2 separate regions of the Mus musculus genome follow, and region 2 is linked to region 1. Evidence: chromatin contacts called from public HiChIP or PLAC-seq data. All regions are on one chromosome and are shown on one strand. Each heading gives the region's core, a stretch centred on a gene start, on an enhancer-like site or on the middle of the called end of the contact. The rest is flanking DNA. Distances are from core to core; before and after follow the strand shown.

What was found. HiChIP or PLAC-seq counts read pairs in DNA pulled down with a chosen protein or histone mark.
Region 2: an HNF4G HiChIP or PLAC-seq map of pancreatic cancer cells shows a contact between it and region 1. The contact joins the enhancer-like site here to the promoter of Parvaos in region 1. A contact is called at or near these places in 2 of 15 datasets of contacts at CTCF or cohesin (both in the NIH/3T3 cell line), 3 of 484 Hi-C or Micro-C datasets (palatal mesenchyme, reprogramming fibroblasts and uterus), 7 of 115 datasets of contacts at active chromatin or transcription factors (embryonic fibroblasts, embryonic limb bud, embryonic stem cells and 4 more) and 2 of 9 other capture datasets (adipose tissue and liver).

What each region holds. Positions count from the first base shown.
Region 1 is chr7:112,533,077-112,537,005 of GRCm38.p6, forward strand. It overlaps Parvaos (parvin, alpha, opposite strand), which reads right to left and starts at 2,607. Exons shown (of 5, transcript NR_154467.1): 1 at 1,832-2,607; 2 at 1,672-1,756; 3 at 1,405-1,518. All of the region lies in intron 1 of Parva (parvin, alpha), which reads left to right.
Region 2 is chr7:112,689,661-112,693,191 of GRCm38.p6, forward strand. All of the region lies in intron 1 of Tead1 (TEA domain family member 1), which reads left to right. Among named protein-coding and RNA genes, the nearest start is that of Tead1, 12 kb to the left of the region's middle. Within about 2 kb of position 1,916, at least 46 of the 459 cell types and tissues checked have an H3K27ac peak or open chromatin away from gene starts, as enhancers often do. A contact at or near this core is called in embryonic stem cells and pancreatic cancer cells, where this site is marked.

The sequences.
Region 1 (3,929 bases), core at 1,357-3,856:
GGCAGGAAGGCTAAGGTGTTATACTTTAGATTTAGGTCTGCAGTTATTTCAAGTTTGGGAAAAGGTTTATAATCTTTGTCTTCATTGATATTTCTGCTTCCAGACGTTCAGTCCCTTTAGGGTCCTTTGTTTAAAAGACTGTGCGTTCTGTGTAGATTTGCCTTTGTGCCTTTAAGAGATGAACTGAGGTTGCTCGGATGGAGTTCAGTGTGAAGAGTGCTGGCTTAGCATGCGCAAAACCCTGCATTCCATCCCCAGCACTACATAAGTCAAGTATAATTAAACACACCTATAAGACCAGGATTTAGAAGGTGGAGGCAGGAGGATCAGGAGTTCAAGACCACCCTCAACTATATAAGTTCAAGGTTAGCCAGGGATCCATGGGATGATGTTTGGGTCTGTTTCTGGGTTCTCTGTTCCGTGTCATTAAGCTGTTATCAATGGCATCCTGTTTTGACTACGATAACTTTACTGGTGTCTTGAAGTCTATAGCCAGTCTCTGTACTGCCTTTGCATGTGAGCCTCAGGATCAGTCTGTCAGTGACAAGGAAACAGCTCCCTATGGCTGTGACTGAGAGATTTATATTGCCCACATCTTGATCCTCTGCATATTTAGTTTGGTTTCTCCCAAGTGTTACATTTATGCTACTGGAATGGCACTACATTTAGTTTAAAATTCCAGTTGTTCTTTCCAGTATGTGGGAGGACGGTCAGCTTGTGCAGTGATAATGGCACTCCCTGCAGCCTAGTGACACTCCCTCTGTCTCCTCCATTGGAGGCGTTCTGCTCTTTCTTTCTCTATGACTAAGCCCAAGGCCCTAACACTCTGGCCCATCCACATCTCTGCCACTCCCTTGTTTCTCTTCCTTGAGTATGTCCTAATGTTCAGACATCATCACTACTGTCTCACCCCCTACCCTGTTTCCCCAAACCTCCCTATTTTCACACATAAGTGCTTTGGGGTAATGACAATGTAGGCGTTTCAAAGTCCTATTCAAATGTCCCTTTTGCTAGGAACCCTTCCACTTCCCTGTGTTCAGCTTCAAAATCAGCCTCATTCCACACAAGTTCCTCCGGTTCCCATCTGGCACCTAGAGTGGAACACACTAGTCCCATGGTTCCCCTGGGCCTGTCTTCTCCACTCCTGGGAGCCGAGTGAGGCATGTCTCCAGGCTCTAGAGGAGGCATTCAGTGGTGCTTCTCAGTTGAGTGAATATAATTAGGGATCCTGCACAGGGAGCCTCAAACTCATTATGTATGGACTTGAACTTAGGATCCTCTTGCCTCCCCTCCACAGTGCTGGAGTTGCTGTGTGCACCCGTCCCTGGAGATGGAACCCAGGGCTTCAAGTGTGCCAGCCCAGCCCCACCCACCAGCCCAGCTCCACCCACAACCCTCTTTCACCTTTAGAAAACTTTTTCCATTCTTTTTTCCATACTTGTTTCTCTCCTGGGGTTCTTGGGGTTCCCAGGCATAGAAGTTTAGGGTTCACCAAGTCCTGTGGCTATCCTGTTCTTTCTGGGGAGAAAGAGGAGATTAAGTTACTATCAAGTACAGACCTATGCTATCCACGTAATCCTTATCCCCATGCACTAACTGGGTAGACTGTCCCTGGTCCATCTGCTCTTCCAGCTTACATAGTAAGGGGTGGTTTCCGGGGCAGCAGCTCACCAGTATCAACAACGTCCTCCCCCTCTTTTCCTTCCTTCTTGACAACTTCAGCATGTTAGCTTCTTCGGGCAGACTTACCTCTTGGCTATAAAAGAACCATAGCAAAGTTATACATAAAAGCCCAATACAATGCTGGAGAGAAGAAAGGAAAAAGACTTACCTTCCATGGGACTCTTTCTTAAATGGGGGGAGATTATTCCTAGAAACTCCTAGAACTATTTCCACTCAAAGCTCTGACTAGAGTTGTATCATATGGCCCCCGAGGCAAGGGTGGGGAGCATCATTACTGACTTGAAGCAATCAGGATCTCACTCTAGACCCAGGAGGGCAGGTGGATCCTAGATGAAAATGGGGGTTCTTTCAAAAGGATAAACACGGGAGGAAAACAGACGAACGGCTTCAGCTCTAACTGCAGGAAGCCACATCAGGTCCTCCGGCTAATAAAACCAGAGCAGGATTCGAATCCACCTCTTCAAGTCCCCAAGCCTGCCTCTGCTGGATGTGGACCTCATTTCAGATGGCATTTTCTAGAAAATAAAATGAGATGAAGAAACCCCTTTTCTTGGAGTGAACTAAGGCAATCTCTGCGCCTTCGAAGCCGGCTCTTCCGCTAGCCGTTTAGGGCTTTTATTAAGTTATGACTAATGGCGGGTGAGCAGCTAGAGACTGCACCCTCGGGCCGGGAGCTTCAACCCATTCTCTAGAGTAAACAACATCTTCAGATTCTGCGCCGCCGAGAAAATTCAATCGCGGCCCTTTGTCTTTCCCAGCTCAGGGCCTGGCAAGCAGGCTGCTGCTGGGCCCTGCTCGGGTTGAATAGAAAGGAACCTTCCAAAGCAGGGCGGGCTGTTTTGGGAAAGTGGCTGCTAATGGGGCCTCGTGGGGCGGGGGCCAGGCGCAGACTGAGCAGTTTGCATATTGGCTTTTCCAAACAACTGGCTCTGAGTCAGCGGTTAATGGAACGGGAATGGGGTTCCTGCCCAATGGTTTCTTCCAAACACCCATTTCCAATTGTAAGCATATCTCAGCCTTTCTTCTGGGGCTTGTTATGTCTCTGTGAGTGAATTGAAGAGGCAGGCCAGAGGGCGGGGTTCTGACTGTAGCTGTGTTCATCTGCAAACATTCTGAACAATGCTCTCGGAGGGGAGACCTCATTCAGACCCACCTTTAAGAGTCCCGGCTGGGAATATCATCTTTCTAGTCAGATGGAGATATTTTAAGACCACTGTGTTTATTCTCTGGCTCTAGCTACATTTGGGGCAGAAGTGGATTTTCTTCCTTCACAAAATGCGGACTGGTCAGGAATAGTGTAATCTTGTAATCTCAGCACCCAGAAAGCCAAGGCAAAAGGACTGCTGCAGGTTTGAGGCCATCATGTGCAACATAGTGAATCTGGGAGCAGCCTGGGCTACCTGGCAAGACTCTGTCTCAAAAGAACAAAACAAACGCTACAAATTCTATCTCAGAAATGCACAATAGTGCACGCAGAGTCGGGCTAAAGTTCAGACTAAAGGGTAAATGACTCTTGGCCCAACACTCTCCCACGACCCCACCCTCACCCCCACCCCCACCCCAACAACATGAAGGCCTTTTTAAAACTCCTTGGGTAAATTCTGCATCTGCATCTAGCCTGTTCCCTAAACAGTGATCTTTGCAGTCTGAGTTACTTAATCAATACATACTCGCCAGGTACAGAGTATTAGAGGTATCATCTTAAATAGTAGCAGCAGCTCATATATCCATGGTTCTTTCCAGGGACCAGGAACTCATTTTATCTTCTCAAGAGATCTAAGAAGTTGGCAATATTATTTTTACTCCCATCATGTAGATGAGGAAACTGAGGCACAGGAAATTAATGGGTTTGTCCAAGGTCACATAGCAGAGAAAGTGGTAGAGCCTGAGTTTGAATCTAGGCATCTAGTTCCTAAGCACGTGCTATCTGACCTCTTTGGGAATCTGATAGTAAACAGAGGACAAAGTGTCCCCTGGCTAGAGTGAGGCTCAGTTGGAAGAGTGCTTCCTAGCATGCACAAAGCCCTGGGTTCAGTTCCTAGCACCACATTACCACAGAGCTGATTATACATGCTTCTGATCCCAGCACCACGAGGTAAAGGCCAAAGTTCAAGGTCACTTTGCCTGCTGCTATGTGAAAAACTTTTCCTGGGGAGGCATAATACCCACATCTACTCATCCCAGATAGGAAACCCATGACAGACCAAAGTACAGATATCACCAAAACAGAGTTTGGCGAACCACTG
Region 2 (3,531 bases), core at 666-3,165, 160 kb after region 1:
CAACCGGAGCTATAAAATGAGACGGTGTCTCAAAACAAAGTGTAGGAAATCTTTCACTTACTAAGTGCTAGTAAGGTTGAGTTTTTGGCTCCCAAATGATGAATGCCTTATAGTTACTGGTTAGATGTACTTTTTTCTTTTGTGTTTGAGACAGGGTCTTATGTAGCCCAGGGAGGCATCAACCTTGCTTACTGTATTGCCAAGGATAACCTGGAGCCTCCCATCCTCCTGCCTTCACCTTGTGTGTTTCCATCGAGAACAGCGAATTGTGCTTGCTAGGGAAGCGCTCTTGTCAGCTGCTCTCAAGCTTGATGGCATCTAGTGAAATGACATCATGAAGGATCAAGTAGAAGATGAAGTCACCTCTGGATAGCACACGGGCAGCTTGCCTATTACCACGTCCAGTTTGTCAATTGTAAGGTGGTGGGGGAAGGCTGTCTAAGTCATTTTAATTGATAGCTGAGCTTTCAACCTCTGCACTCTCCTGTTTTCCTATCGTTCACGGGGCTCTTCTTGCTCCCACATCCTCCAGTCCCATCCTGATTGTCTTAACGATGTGGCCTCTGTTTCAAACTTCTGCTCAGTGTGGCTTGTCCTGGCACCCTGTTTTCCTTTCAGAATACCTCAGTGCATAAGGGATGTGGGAGATAGCATTTCTAATGAGAGACTGGCCAACTCCCTGTTACTAGGTAGAAAGAACAGTGTCTGGAAAGGAAGCTTGAGTGGCTTTGCAATATGCTTTGTTGTGTGTGTTTCAGATCTTCTCTTGGAGCTTGTAGTCCTGTGGAAAAGGAAGGAGTAGGGGTCCTGAGGCATTCAGTGCCCTCTTTAGTTCTTAGGAAGATGGGAGTAGTGTCCTACACATGGGTGGAGAAAATGGGGTGGAGCCTGAGGAATGTTTGGAAGAAATCTTTGCCCCAACCCAAAAGTCAGTATGAATCATTTGGTGCTAGTGGGTGTCTGAGACAGGGTCTCACTGTATATAGCTTGACTGGCTTGGAACTCACTCTGCCTCTGGAGTACTGGGATTAAAGGCGTCGGCCACCCCGCCCAGCAATGCTGGGGCTTATCTGGGTGTGTTGCCTTAATGTTTATTCAGTTCAGTGTCTTTGGGGTTCGAGGGAGACTGGAGCCTCTGGATTTGGTCTTTGAGCCCAGGAGCTCAAATCTGTGGTGCTGGTGGTAGAGGGCATTGAAGGTACTCAGTGAGTTTGAGGCTCGGTCCCTCAGCTCCCTGGTGGTGTAGGGAGCTTTGGTTGGGAAGCCTCTGCCATTGGTTTTTCTGTGGCCTCAGGCTTGTTCTGGGGATGGGACTCAGGGCCTCACATGGGCCAGACGAGCTCTCTAACATGCTGCCAGCCAGCTACAGGGCTTTAGATCTGGGGTGATGTTGGGGTGTCTGCCTCTGGATCTGCCTGAATGTGTGTGTGAGATGAATCTGGGAGCCCACACTTCTAAGGCCAGTTCACTCCTCATCCATTCTAGTTGTGATAATCAGTGGGCTTCCCAGTGGGAATTTGGGTAGGAAAGGGAGGTAAATTCTTTTTTAAGCCAATTCTTAAAACACCAGCCATTCAAATGTAAAAACTTCATTTGTGATTGAGACCTGTGAAGGAGCTCCGAGAGGTTTAGTGAGCCTCCCAAGGTCACACAGTCAGTTCTTTGATAGGCTGCCTAACAAAGGAGTTAGGATTAACTCACCTATCAGGTTTTATTGTGGAATTTGAATGAGTTATGGCAGTCCTTGATGTGGAAACAAAGAGACTTCTCTGTTAATGGTTTTGCCTTGGAAAGAGGATGGCTACTTTATCTCTGTAAGTTCCATTTTCTCCATCTTGAGTATAAACATGTGGTGGAGATCTTAAGCAGTTGGGTGTGGCCCAGGGGAGCCTTCTATTTGTCTGGCCCGGAAGGAGCAAAGGTCAACTCTAGCTTTTAGCTTTAGTTTTTTAGTTCTGTGAGGACCTGAGTCTGGCCTCTGGAAGTGAGAGCAGGGGGCCTGCGTGCTTCCCGTAGTCCGTGGGGGGAGGGGCAGGTGTGGTTGGAAAGCTGGAGGCTGCTCTGCCCCACTGGTCTCTAGGCTGGCAGTCTAGAGGTTTGCCTTCAGTTTCCCCAAGGCTGCTTTATGCAAATGACACCTGCTAGGATCGGTACCCCCAGATAACCTTGATTAATTCCACTCTCACCTTCCCATCTGGGCTATCACCTGCTATTTAGAGGCTGAACTTTGAGATGAGGTGGAGACACTTTGGTTTTTAGGAGAGAGGAAGGTTTGTAACTGTTTTTCTCCTTGGGTGTGTTGGTGGTTGGGGTCCCTGCTTGCCAGTTGTGGGTTCTTGTCTTTTCGTCTGCCACAGCTAGCCCTCTTCTCGGTCCCCTTAGATGTTTGTGTTGTAGAGTTTTGGCGTGACCCCAGCTTAGTTCACTTTTAGGCTTCTGCAAATTAGCTTAATATCCCTGCCATCAGACACAGGTCCAAGCTCTTTCTGCAATTGATAGTGTGATCCTCCCCAGGCCAGGCACTGTGTCCTCCCCTGAAAGGTGTGGGAGGCAATAGTGCTTGTGGGTGTAAGGCCCACCAAATCTCACAGCCAGCCTTCAGGAAGCTTCACTGTGTGTCCCTCCAACCTTGCCTGAGCTTCCGGCTCCCTCCACCACAGGTCTCAGTCCTGCTAAGATGGAACCTTTCTCATCTGCCTCCACTGGGTGTGTTTTTGGCTTCCCAGCTCTCCTCTTGGCTGGAGTTCCTGCTATTGCTCCATCCCCTTCACCCTTTCTCCTTCTGTCTCTCACCTGCCTTTGAGTATCTTGTGTTAGCCTAAGCTAGCTTCAAGGTGCATCCTTCTCCATCCCATCTTCTGAGCTCTGGGGTTACAGATTGCCAGGTCTGACCTCTCTCTGTCTCTCTCTGTCTCTCTCTCTGTTTCTCTCTCTCCTGTTGTACTGGAGTTCTTGGCTTATAGATCGCAGCACTCAGTGTTTTTTGCAAAGACGACAACTTGTGATTTACATTAGCCTCTGCACTTGAGAGTTTGACTAATGTTCGACTCTGGGAGCTTCATTGATCCTGAGGAACACTGGTTCTTACCTGTGGCATGGACAGCTGTGGGCTTTCAAGGATTGGCACGGTACCTCCTGAACAGTGGCATTGTAATTAGGACTGTGGTCACTGGCACCCTGAAGCTGACTGCCGCCTATTGCTTTTGCTGTCTGACTTTCCTGTTTCTATTCTGTTTTAGATTTTTTCAGTCATGAGAAAGTGCAGCTAGCAGAGGTCAGGGAAAGCCCCCTCCCTTCTACCCCCTTGAGCCATTTCTGTTCAAGGTGCCACAGCCCTCTTCTGGCACCTCTCCTCCATCTCTATCTTGAAGCATTTCTGGATGCCATGTGGGTTCATCTATGGAGTTTCAGTATGTGTTCTTACAGTGGGTGTGGGTGGGTGGAGCTGGAGAGATGGCTGTGAAGTTAAGAGCGCTTGCTGCTCTCCCAGGAGAGGACTGGGGTTCTTTTCCTACTACCCCTGTCTGGCTT